Linked DNA regions of Zea mays: region 2 is linked to region 1. A link is a contact called in public Hi-C data. All regions are on one chromosome and are shown on one strand. Each heading gives the region's core, a stretch centred on a gene start, on an enhancer-like site or on the middle of the called end of the contact. The rest is flanking DNA. Distances are from core to core; before and after follow the strand shown. Region 1 holds the start of LOC100192981. Region 2 holds the start of LOC100281367.

Evidence for each region. A called contact is a pair of places that touch in the nucleus more often than the background predicts.
Region 2: a contact with region 1 is called in a Hi-C map of tassel, with 2.2 times the contacts expected there. The contact joins the promoter of LOC100281367 here to the promoter of LOC100192981 in region 1. A contact is called at or near these places in 2 of 25 Hi-C or Micro-C datasets (ear and tassel).

Annotation. Positions count from the first base shown.
Region 1 is chr2:8,990,831-8,996,860 of Zm-B73-REFERENCE-NAM-5.0, reverse strand. It overlaps LOC100192981, which reads left to right and starts at 3,659. Exons shown (of 10, transcript NM_001138154.1): 1 at 3,659-3,955; 2 at 4,603-4,724; 3 at 4,800-4,936; 4 at 5,151-5,215; 5 at 5,303-5,520; 6 at 5,721-5,963. The coding sequence starts at 3,775.
Region 2 is chr2:9,223,229-9,229,258 of Zm-B73-REFERENCE-NAM-5.0, reverse strand. It overlaps LOC100281367, which reads right to left and starts at 3,242. Exons shown (of 6, transcript NM_001154285.3): 1 at 3,069-3,242; 2 at 2,588-2,701; 3 at 2,279-2,506; 4 at 1,866-2,151; 5 at 1,600-1,750; 6 at 1,159-1,503. The coding sequence starts at 3,157. The coding sequence ends at 1,307. LOC103645921 reads right to left here and starts at 761. Exons shown (of 14, transcript XM_020548120.2): 1 at 585-761; 2 at 1-480. The coding sequence starts at 377. It also overlaps the pseudogene LOC103648389.

The sequences.
Region 1 (6,030 bases), core at 2,410-4,909:
AACTAGTTCAATTATGCACATCTCTGTTTGCTTTGGTTTGTGTTGGCATCAATCACCAAAAAGAGGGAGATTGAAAGGGAATTAGGCTTACACCTAGTTCCTAAATAATTTTGGTGGTTGAATTGCCCAACACAAATAATTGGACTAACTAGTTTGCCCAAGTGTGTAGATTATACAGGTGTAAAAAGTTTACCCTCAGCCAATAAAAAGACCAAGTTTTGGATTCAATAAAGGAGCAAAGGGGCAACCGAAGGCACCCCTGGTCTGGCACACCGGACTGTCCGGTGTGCCACCGGACAGAGAACAGTACCTGTCCGGTGCACCAGGGGACTCAGACTCAAACTCGCCACCTTCGGGAATTTCCAGGGGCGACTCGGCTATAATTCACCGGACTGTCCGGTGTACACCGGACAGTGTCCGGTGCGCCAAAGGAGGTCGGCCTCAGGAACTCGTCTGCTTCGGGAAACTCCAACGACTAGTCCACTATAATTCACCGGACTGTCCGGTGTGCACCGGACTGTCCGGTGCGCCTCCGGAGCAACGGTCTTCTCCGCGCCAACGGCTCTCTGCCGCGCATTTAATGCGCGCTCTGCGCGCGCAGATGGCAGGCTCGCCCATGCTGGCACACCGGACAGCAAACAGTACCTGTCCGGTGTGCACCGGACACCCAGGCGGGCCCACAAGTCAGAAGCTCCAACGGTAAGAATCCAACGGCAGTGATGACGTGGCAGGGGCACCGGACTGTCCGGTGTGCACCGGACTGTCCGGTGCGCCATCGAACAGACAGCCTCCCAACGGCCACATTTGGTGGTTGGGGCTATAAATACCCCAACCACCCCACCATTCATTGCATCCAAGTTTTCCACTTCTCAACTACTACAAGAGCTCTAGCATTCAATTCTAGACACACTAAAGAGATCAAATCCTCTCCAATTCCACACAAAGCCCTAGTGACTAGTGAGAGTGATTTGCCGTGTTCATTTGAGCTCTTGCGCTTGGATTGCTTCTTTTCTTTCTCACTTGTTCTTGAGATCACAACTCCATTGTAATCAAGGCAAGAGGCACCAATTGTGTGGTGGCCCTTGCGGGGAAGTTTTGTTCCCGGCTTTGATTTGAGAAGAGAAGCTCACTCGGTCCGTGGGACCGTTTGAGAGAGGGAAGGGTTGAAAGAGACCCGGCCTTTGTGGCCTCCTCAACGGGGAGTAGGTTTGCAAGAACCGAACCTCGGTAAAACAAATCTCCGTGTCTCACTTGCTTATTCGCTTGGGATTTGTTTTGCGCCCTCTCTCTCGGACTCGTTTATATTTCTAACGCTAACCCAGCTTGTAGTTGTGTTTATATTTGTAAATTTCAGTTTCGCCCTATTCACCCCCCCTCTAGGCGACTATCACAAGCGTCCACGCGGGTGAGGGAAGCGAGCGGCCCCAAGAGAGCACCTGTCCCGTCCTCGGTCCCGCGCGGCCAACCTCCTCTAAGAAGGCCCTGGTCCTCCCTTTTATAGTCATAAGGAGAGGATCCAGGTGTACAATGGGGGGTGTAGCAGAGTGCTACGTGTCTAGCGGAGAGAGAGCTAGCGCCCTAGGTACATGCCAATGTGGCAGCCGGAGAGGTCTTGGCACCTTGCTGGCGTGATGTCGTGGCTGTCGGAGGTGCGACGGAGCCTGGCGGAGGGACAACTGTTGGAGCGGTCGAGTCCTTGCTGACGTCGCCCTGCTTCCGTAAGAGAGCTGGGGACCGCCGTCGTCACAGAGCTTGTGGAGCGCCATCATTGCCCATCCGGCTGAGCTGGTCGGATGGGACGCCGGTCTTGTTCTCCGTGACCCGAGTCGATTCGGGGTAGGATGATGATGGCGCTCCCTGTTGACGTGGCGGGTCTGTGCCCTAGGCAGGGTGACGTGGGGGCTCCTCTGAAGTCGAGGTTGAGTCTGTCTTCTGTTGCCGAGGCCGAGTCCGAGCCATGGGGTCGGGCGAGGCGGAGGTCGTTCGGCCGAGGCCAGGGCGGAGTCCGAGCCCTGGGGTCGGGCGAGGCGGAGTTTCGTCGTCTTCCGGGTCTTAGCCCGAGTCCGAGCCCTGGGGTCGGGCGGAGCGGAGTTCGCCGTCTTCCGGGTCTTAGCCCGAGTCCGAGCCCTGGGGTCGGGCGGAGCGGAGTTCGCCGTCTTCCGGGTCTTAGCCCGAGTCCGAGCCCTGGGGTCGGGCGGAGCGGAGTTCGCCGTCTTCCGGGTCTTTAGCCCGAGTCCGAGCCCTGGGGTCGGGCGGAGCGGAGTTCGCCGTCTTCCGGGTCTTTAGCCCGAGTCCGAGCCCTGGGGTCGGGCGGAGCGGAGTTCGCCGTGGCGCCTTTGGCAAGGCCTGACTGCCTGTCAGACTCACTCTGTCGAGTGGCACCGCAGTCGGAGTGGCGCAGGCGGCGCTGTCCTTCTGTCAGACTGGTTAGTGGAGCGGTGGAGTGACGGCGGTCACTTCGGCTCTGCCGGGGGGGGGGGGGGGGGGGGGCGTGTCAGGATAAAGGTGTCAGGCCACCTTTGCGTTAAATGCTCCTGCAACTTGATCAGTCGGTGTGGCGATTTAGTCAGGGTTGCTTCTGAGCGAAGCCAAGGCCTCGGGCGAGCCGGTGATGTGTCCGCCGTAAAAAGGGGGGCCTCGGGCGAGACGGAAGTCTCTCGAGGTCGGCTGTCCTTGGCCGAGGCTAGGCTCGGGTGAAGCGTGATCGAGTCACTCGTGTGGACTGATCTCTGACTTAATCGTACCCATCAGGCCTTTGCAGCTTTATGCTGATGGGGGTTACCAGCTGAAAATTAGGCGTCTTGAGGGTACCCCTAATTATGGTCCCCGACAAATAGGTTGATGATTTAAATTTTGGGATGGAGAAAGAGTACTATTTTTATTCAATAGGTTGATGATTTAAGGCCTTGTTCGGATCTTTCTGGCTTATTGTTTGTTAGTGGCTAATAATCTGTCAGCAAATAATTAACTAGCAAAAATTAGCCAGGATATATTTAGAGACTTAACTAATAGAAGTCTTTTCTCTTTATACGATCTATTAGCAAGATTAAATGGTTAATGAGTAATCAGTTTGTGAGCCCACTAAGGACATGTTCGGTTCTACCCCAATCCATATGGATTGAGGGGGATTGAGGGGGATTCAATCCCTAGTAAATCAAAATCCCCTTCAATCCGTATCAATCCCCTCCAATCCATATGGATTGAAAATAACCGAACAAGCCCTAAATAATAATAGCCAATTTATTAGCCTAACTGTTTGGAGGTTAAGGTGTTAAAATTAGCTGGTAAATTGTTTGCCACAACATCCAAACAGGCCATAAAACTTGCTATACACAGTATTTTTTTTTCTTTTTCGAATATCACTACTTGGCCTTCGCGTACATACCGTACCGATATATCGTCTGTAATAATAATGATAATAAGAGCTAGCTTAGAAACTATATTTTATCAAAAAATTCTTATTTTTCCAAAGAAAAATAAACTAATTTTTATTGAGAAAATAGAAATCCGTTACTAAAATAGTTTCCTGAACTGGCTCTAAAAAGAAAATCACGCCGCCAGGCTTTCGCGCGGAGCGAAGAGCAGACGCATCATCAGCCCGGAAAGGAGCAGACCACAAAAGGCGCGAGCACCTCCGGCCCGAAGCGAGTCCGAGTCACACGGGAGTACGGGACACGGCTGCTTGCCTGCGCCCCTTGGTCCTTTCCCCGCTTGCCTTTGCCTTTTTCGGGTGGGCTCCTCCCCTCCACCCCCCTCTCTCTCTCTCTCTCTCTCATGGCCCGCCCCAGGAAGGCGAAACCGCCGCCGCCGCCGCCTAGGGCGGCGGCGCCGTCCATCGCCGAGGCGCTGCTGATGGCCACGATCTGCATGGTGGGTCTGCCCGTGGAGGTGCGGGTCCGCGACGGATCCACCTACTCCGGCGTCCTCCACACCGCCTGCGTCGATGCCGGTTACGGTGAGCTGTCCGTTCTTCCCTCTCCTCCCGCCGCCTCTCTTAGAAGCTCGCCCTCGCTGGGGTTGCCCTGCGGGGATTGGAGATCGCGGGAATGCCGTTCGGGACGTGATCCAACAGCGGGTGGAGTCGGGCGGTGGGTGCTGCCGGGCTTACTGGTGTCCACAGCCCACCCCGCCCCACGTTTTCCTGCGCATCCGTTTGATCTGCTCGCTGGACGGGTGGCTGTGGTCGCTTGGAGCCCGCGGGAATCAGGATGTTTGTTTTGTCGGTGCGTTGGGATGGATTTGGAGGCGGGTGGTAGAGATCGCGGGGTTTGCTCCATTTTTGTGTTACAGCTATTCGCGGCCAAGATCTCGCCCGTTTCGTCTTGGTCGAGGTGGTTGATTTTGCGGTGTCGTGGAAACCACTGATTGGGCTCAAGGTAAGGTATGTATTATGGGGATGACGCATTGCGGAATTCCGAGATCATAAGGAGGGCTCATAGAAATTTCTACAATGTATGTAAATACAGCATGTGATAGTTTCCTGCCTGACATTTATTCCTGGGTTGTCCTATACATTTCGAGTTGAAGCTCCAGCTATTTGAAGATGAAATGTCGTCTTTCTGTTGGAAAAAAACATTGCATTGATGACTTCATGTTGAGCAGGTGTCGTGCTAAAGAAAGCAAAGAAGATTGCAAACGGAAAGGGAGATGCGAATCTGTCGCTGGGATCGTTTGTGGACACTCTTGTTGTTCATCCAGATGACCTTGTTCAAGTGATTGCTAAGGTAGGCTAAATTAAGTTCCATGCTACGAGGCATTGTCTTTTAGTGGTGTTCATGATAGCCGTTCTCTTTCTGTAGGGCCTTTCACTCCCCGTTAAAGGTGTTTGTAAACCTCTTGACTCCAACGTGGTGGCTTCCAATGGGTCCTTGAAGCGTCAAAATTCACATGCAAATGACCCCAAAATGTCTAAACCTGAAAATATATCTCCACTTATGTATGTTCTCGATTCTATTCATGCATACTGTTTAGTATTGTTCCATACATATCGCTTTTGGATTGCATGTATGCATCCTACTTGGCCCCAATGTAAATGGGAATTTGATTTTTTTCACATGTGGATCCAAGCAGGAGATATCAATCAATCTCTTTAACTCTATAATTTCTTCCTTCTATCCATTGTTGAACAATCGATACTGTTTTTGTCACAGGCAAACTGAGAAATGCACCTCTGTGGGCCAGGGGAAAAATACTTCTGTTAAGAAAAATGGTCAAAGTATGAACCCCTTTTGTTTCTTTTATTACCAACAACACAGTACTTTTCCCTTCTGCCCCGTTGTATTAAATGTGCTCATTTACTCAGATAGTGGTAGCGCTACAAGTTTAAGTTCTTCTACCGGACTTATGGGGCCATGTTTCTCCATGAATGGGGTTTCTGGATCAGCAACTATGGTGCCTAAAGTTGATGCTGCTACAAGTTCAGCTATAGCTGCGCCCTTGGTAGCTTCAGATGTTAAACCCTCTCAGCCGGTCAGTAATTCAGCTACCAAGATGATTATGTCAAGCAAATCCACTGCTAAGGTGAGCTCATTTGATATTGGACTGTGACAGTTATGTAGTGATCTGAATTCTCACCTATTAGTGCTTGCTGATTTTATCTTCTGTTTTGAGTTTCGACCATGCCTGTACGGCCTATACAGAATTCTTGATTATTAATGTCGGTTGTTTTAAGGATGCTATTTTTTTTTCTATGTTAATTGAGCAATTGTACATTATTTCAGGAATTTAAACTCAATCCTTGTGCAAGGGTTTTCTCTCCATCTTTTGCAAGTTCTAGGCAAGTACTTGCAGCTATGGCCCCTGTTGACACATACTACATTTCACACTCTGCCCCTGAAGTACCAATGGGCGTACCTGTATATGAGTCAAAGTCTGTGCCTGGCGTTTCACCTCTAACCAACAAGGTTCATTGTAGTAACCTGTCTCCTGCAAACTATGCCATTTCACCTCAATATGTTCAGTCAGTAAGTACCTTGATCTATTCTTATGTACTTTTGATTGTTTTAATTGTTTCACCCTTCATTGGATAAT
Region 2 (6,030 bases), core at 1,993-4,492, 230 kb before region 1:
ACCGAACCATGTCGCCGCAGCTTACCATCAGGGTGGCCCAGGACAGCTGCAAAGAGCAAAAGTATGTGCGCCATCCCCGGGTTCTCCCGGTGGAGCCGCCATGCCTCGAGCAGCTCCCCAAGCTGCGGTGACTGTTGCACGTACTCCTGCAGCACCTCGCCGCCAGACTCACCATCCAGTACTCCTATGAACTCCTTGGACGCGTCGGAGTAGATTTTCACCTCCGAGGTGTGGAGATTCTTGAGGATGTGCACCAACCTGACTTTGTGTGCAACCGCGAACGACTGCGTCCATGCCTCCATCCCCACCTTCACTAGAAAATTTTGCTCCCGCTTGGGCGGCTCCACCGCAGCGGAGGCCATGCCGTCGTCGCTCATGGAGTTTATGCTGAACCACCAAGGGTTGTGACAAGTAAAACTGCACCAGCAGTTTGGATCGCAACTCCAATGTATGTCGCGCGCGTTGAATAAGTAGAACAACCTGGCAAAGAAAAAACAGCGGCCTAGGGTTCATGTCATGACCAACAAGAGAGATGAGACTCAAGTGCGTATGCGTATGGAAATCCACTCCACGCTAGCTCATACCAGTATGGGAGCGGAGGGCCGAGAAAGACTACGGCGAAGAGGAGCGAAGCGTTGCTTCGGTGTGGACTGCGTGCTTCAGTTGAAACCTGGTAGGAGGCCGCCGGCGGTTTCGGCGGCGCGGGCGCGCGCTGAAGAAGACGACGGACGGCGCCGCAGGTGACGCTTTCCTTTGTGGGGCTTTAGTGGCAGGCCGGGCCATAAGTTTTTTGAGCCGAATATGGCCCGACTTGCAAGGACAGGCCGGAATTGTAATGAAAGGCCCATATATCGACCGACACGAGGTCAATCTAGGCTTAGTAGTTCGGTACCAAAAATGTGAGCCCAGAACCAGGTCCGATCATTTTTCGCCTCCGTTTCTTTTCTTGCTGATGATCATGTTCGTGAGGTCGACAGGCCCGAATTCAGTAAGTGTTGGTTGATGCATTTAAAGGTTTAGCTTGTTTAATTAACCAGCGGTTTGAGCCCTCCTGCACCGTTCATTATTGTGTTGCCAGCTGAATTTGTATTTGGACTCAAACTGTTGCAGCATGTAAAAGAGCACGTCTGCTCATTTAGGCATTGCAGACAAACTTGTCAGCTATCGTTCAACACAGCGCCTTATTTATAGAACGATTTTACAGTCACAAGCATACTTGTTATTTATCATGTCTAAGCTTTATTCGAAACGACTCATTATCTCTCATACATTGACAAAGAAGACAGGGATCATGTGAATGAGCATGCTACTCGAAAGAGTTCTTGATGTCGATGACAAAGCGGTATTTCACGTCTCGGTTAACAAGCCTGGCGAGAGCCTCGTTGATATAATCCATCTTGATGATCTCGATCTCTGGATAGATTTTGTTCTCCGCGCAAAAGTTAACCATCTCCTGGATGTCTTTTGTACCTCCGACAATACTACCAGACAAGGTCCGCCCACCTGATAAAAAAAGAGTTTAGGTTATATCTAGATGGTTTTGCTTCTGTTACCACGTTCATATGCTTTTACTGCACAAGTGTCAGAACAGAGAATTACCACGATTGAGGCTCGCAGGGTGCATCTTGATCTCACTTGGAAAGCACACTATTGTCATCACACCGCCAACCTTAAGGAGCGAGAGATACGGATCGAATGGATGGTCACCAGAAGCAGTGTCAACTATGAAGTGCAGGGAGTTTTTCAGGGCCTGCAAAAAGCAAGAGATCATACCAGCAAGTTTTCAGGTCAAGCATGCAGAACAGACATCACTTAGCAACACATCTTCATTTTTCAGCATAAGAAAACTGTGCAATGTGCAGTACCTCCATCTGCTGCGTGTCTGACGATATAACAAAGTTATCTGCTCCAAGGAGGTTAATGGCTTCTTCCCTCTTCGATTCGCTCGTGCTGAAAACCGTGACCTTGAGGCCGAAGGCCTTGCCAAATTTGACCGCCATGTGGCCTAGGCCACCGAGCCCAATGACTCCCAGCGACTTCCCAGGCTGCTTCATGTTGTGCCGCGCCATTGGGGTATAGACGGTGATTCCAGCACACAGAAGAGGCGCTGCCTGCGCCAGAGGGTAGCCATCGGGTATCTTGAAGCAGTACCTAAAAAACGTCGATTGGTCGACAGGAAGCTCTGCCTTGTCAGGAAATTGCTGTACTGAACTTGGTTACATGAAGTAGCTAGGGATCAACAACCCGAACTGGGTACACAGTACACTGCATGGCTTACCTTTCATGGACGACAATGTGAGTGGAGTAGCCCCCCTTTGTGATGGTCCCATCAGCATCAGTTGTGTTGTAAGTGAAAACTGTTTCTGGGCAGTAGTTCTCCAGAGAGCTGTTGCAGTTCTCGCAGTGCCGGCACGAGTTCACGTAGGTTCCAACGCCTGCGTGGTCACCCACCTTGAAGGCCTTGACGTCTGCGCCAACCTCAGTCACAACCCCAGCTATCTCATGCCTGCGCGAACCAACAGATATATAAAGTGCGAGCTCCCTACCTAGCTCTACTAAGCTAGGGGTTCAGTGTACATGTTCTTACCCAGGAACCAGAGGATAAACTGAGTCGTTGTGCTTGTTCTGTATCCACATAACGTCACCGTAACACACCCCGCAGTATATGATCTTCAGCGAAACGTCGCTGCTTTGCACTGCCCTGGAAAAAAAAAATACCAGAAGGCATAGTAGACGTTATGAATATGTACGGTTACGGATGGTCTACCGTCTGCTATGCATCAGTTTCACGATTTTAGGCTGTGTTCGGTTATTCCCGTTCTGTGTGAATTTAATGAGATCGAAAGAAATTAGAAATAATTTTTGACTTGCTAGTGATTTAAATCAACCCACTCCACAGGCAGGAAAAAAAACATGATGTACATGTAAAAGGCAAGGAAAACAACACTGGCAGCTATTCCAAAGAATTCTAGCATAGCGAGAAGACAGACAGCAGTGTTCTGAAAAGGCGATAAAAAAACATGATGATGATGAGTTGTGCACCAAATGAGGAGGGGGAGCCACCTCACCTGCGGTTAAACTTGTATGGTGAGAGAACCCCAGAAGGGTCTCTGGCCGCCCAAGCATCGCAGTTGCCGTGCTCTGCTGCAGCAGCCATTTGGAATGAACTGCAGAATCTGACAGATTTCAGCTGCAACAGAAGATCGAAGCGGGGTGGTGGAGTCTGTGTCTGGTGTTTGGGCAGCTGCACCTGACGGCGAGGAAGAGCCTTTTGTACCACGCGCGGCCCGCTGGATGGATGTGGGACCATCGGAGACGGTGGCGACAGCAGTGACGCCGCAGGGCGCAGACCCGGACGCCGGACCTGGCTGGCTGACGGCCGGGGCTCCATCGCTGATTAAACGGGCTGTGCAGCCTGTGCTGTGCGGCCGGCGCATCAGCGCGTGCGTCAACACTTTTTAATGATTTGAGTTGGACGCCTTCAGTCTAGAGATGTCAATGGGCCCCGAAACCCGATTACCCGTGGGGAATTCCTCTATTAGGGTTAAGGTATGGGTTAAAACAAATCCCCATGGGTATAGATTTGGAATAAATCCCTTACCCATCGGGTATGGCGGGTTCGGGTTTGGGAGGGCTAAACCCAAACCCGATTAGCCATGGAGAAAAATACCCGGAACCAGAACAATCTAGCATCTAGGATTTTTATTCCACCATCCAGCAATCCAACGACATTTACTTGTGGGCTGCCTGTGACGTGTGGCCTAGTGGCTGCCGACCAACTTTGGGCCTGTAGGAAAAAGCCCAGCCGCCAGCCGGTCAACAAAGTAAAAAAACCTAGAGTCCCAAGCATTGCGTCCGCCGGTTAACAAATAAAAAGCCCATTAATTTTTGAATAATCGGGTCGGGTATGGATACCCATGGGTATTTAGTACCCGGTCGGGAATGGGTATGGGAGGATTTTCGTACCCGAGGTCGGGTTCGGGTTCGGGGATGGGGGCCGGTCTATGTTCATGGGTACGGGTCTGGGGAGTTAATCCCCGCTGGGGAATTCCCCATTGACATCTCTACTTCAGGCCGCTAATGTGCATCTTCTTCTTCCCACGCGCGGAAGAAATGATTCGTGTCAACAGCCAACACGACAGGACAGTGACACGTAAAACGCCCCCTCCTTCTCGCCGGCTTCCTCTCCTTAGCCTTCCAAAAAGCTTTTATGTGACGAAACAAACACGACGGCAGTTTGAAAATTCCACATCTTGATGCACGAAACTGGAAACCAATCACGTGAGACCCAGGTCCTTTATTCATCTGTAAGACACGGCCTGCCTTTACGCCACGTGGTACTCCGAATCTCAAAGCCAGAACTGACCGCAACATTATTTTTTTCTGGGTTGGGCTGTATCCTATGCCAAGAATTACGGAATTGCAACCAAAACCACTATCCAAGTCACGAACGACCAAACCTTATTGTACGCGTGTGCCTTGTAAAAGATAATAGATAAAGCACTCGATTCTATAAAATTGTTGCCTAAATTTATTTTTTTAAAAAAAAAATACCGTAAAAAAATCCTCCCCTAAAAATCGGACACGTACAGGTAAATAAATTTGAATAGATGTAATTGTGATCTGTTCAATAAATCACGCAAATGCAGTGGAGTGATGTTATTTTTCTCTCATCAGTAGCAACTGCCTAAGAATATTTGTACAAGCTAGGGTGTTGTTTGGTCCACGAATCTTTACTACTCTATAAGAGAGCAAAGTAGGCGTCCACCACCAGATGTGGCTCCGCTCCCGCACCCGTCCTCGCGATGCCCGCCCTGTCCCCGTAACGCACGCTGTGGTCCCCCGCGCCCTCGGCAAGCGCGTCCGCCCTGAATCCGCGTCCCTGCCATCTTCCGCCCCGGATCCGCGTCCGCATCCATGCTCTCCATGGAAGGCGTATGTGATGCTCGCTCATCCCTAAACCCCGCTCGGTCTCCATGGAAGGGTCCTCCACCTCCGCCCCCGGATTCGAGTCCCATCCATCCTCCGCCTCGGCCTGGGCTACAGAGGTGGCGGCATTATGAGCGCTGAGGTGCCGCACTTCCACCCCTGCGTGCTTCTTGACCAGGGCGGCTTCGGGTTCGGCCTCGGCAACACGGCGGTCGTCGGCGGATCTGGGCGCGCACTACGCGGCGAACAACATCGTGCTGGCCTCCTTCGCCAGCCAGCTGCCCAGCTCCTCGCTAACGCCCCCGCGCCGCCGCGAGATGATCGTGCCGGCGGGAGGACGCCGCCGGACGAGATGGACGACGAGCTGTACGGCGTCGCCGGCTGCGACAGCCGCGTCGCGGCGAGCTTGCGGTGCCCCAGCCAATCCGGGGCCATGTCGGTCTGGTCGTCGTCCAAGAAGCCGTACGGTATCTGGACCAGCGCCGGCGGACCAGTACCCGTGCCGGCCCATGAGACATACCACCTCGCCGGGGCCAGGCTCTCCGACGCAGGAGGCCTCCACTACCCGCTCGCCGCCTGCAGTGGCGCCAACGCGTCCGCGGCGGTGGTGGCGAGCGAGCCGACGCTGTGCTCCAACTCCATCGCTTCCTCGGACAGCACGCTGAACGCGACGGAGTAGTGCTCCTCGGGAGCGAGCCGGTCCGCCCTGACCGAGCTGCCGCGGGCGCGGTCGCGGTCGCGGATGGCGCTGCACTTCACCGCGGTGGTGGTGCGCTCGCGGTACGCAGCCGTGGTCCAGGATTTGCTCAACGACGTCGTCGGCCACATGCCAGGTTGGAGTTGGACGATGGTTTGTGAAGCATGTTGGAGTTCTTCCTGGTGACCACTCGTTCGTTCACACTATTAGTTATATGAATTCTGGAGCAGATTTGTGAAGCATGTTGGATTTGGATGATGGTTTGCAGATGGACGAGTAACCAGTGCTTGGACAAGATCCAGAGCACGACAGCCAAGTTCAACACCCTGATGCACTCGCCCCCGGGCGGCGGTGGCATCTGCGCGCCGTTCGCGCACCGCGCCGTGTCGGCGATGTACCGTGGG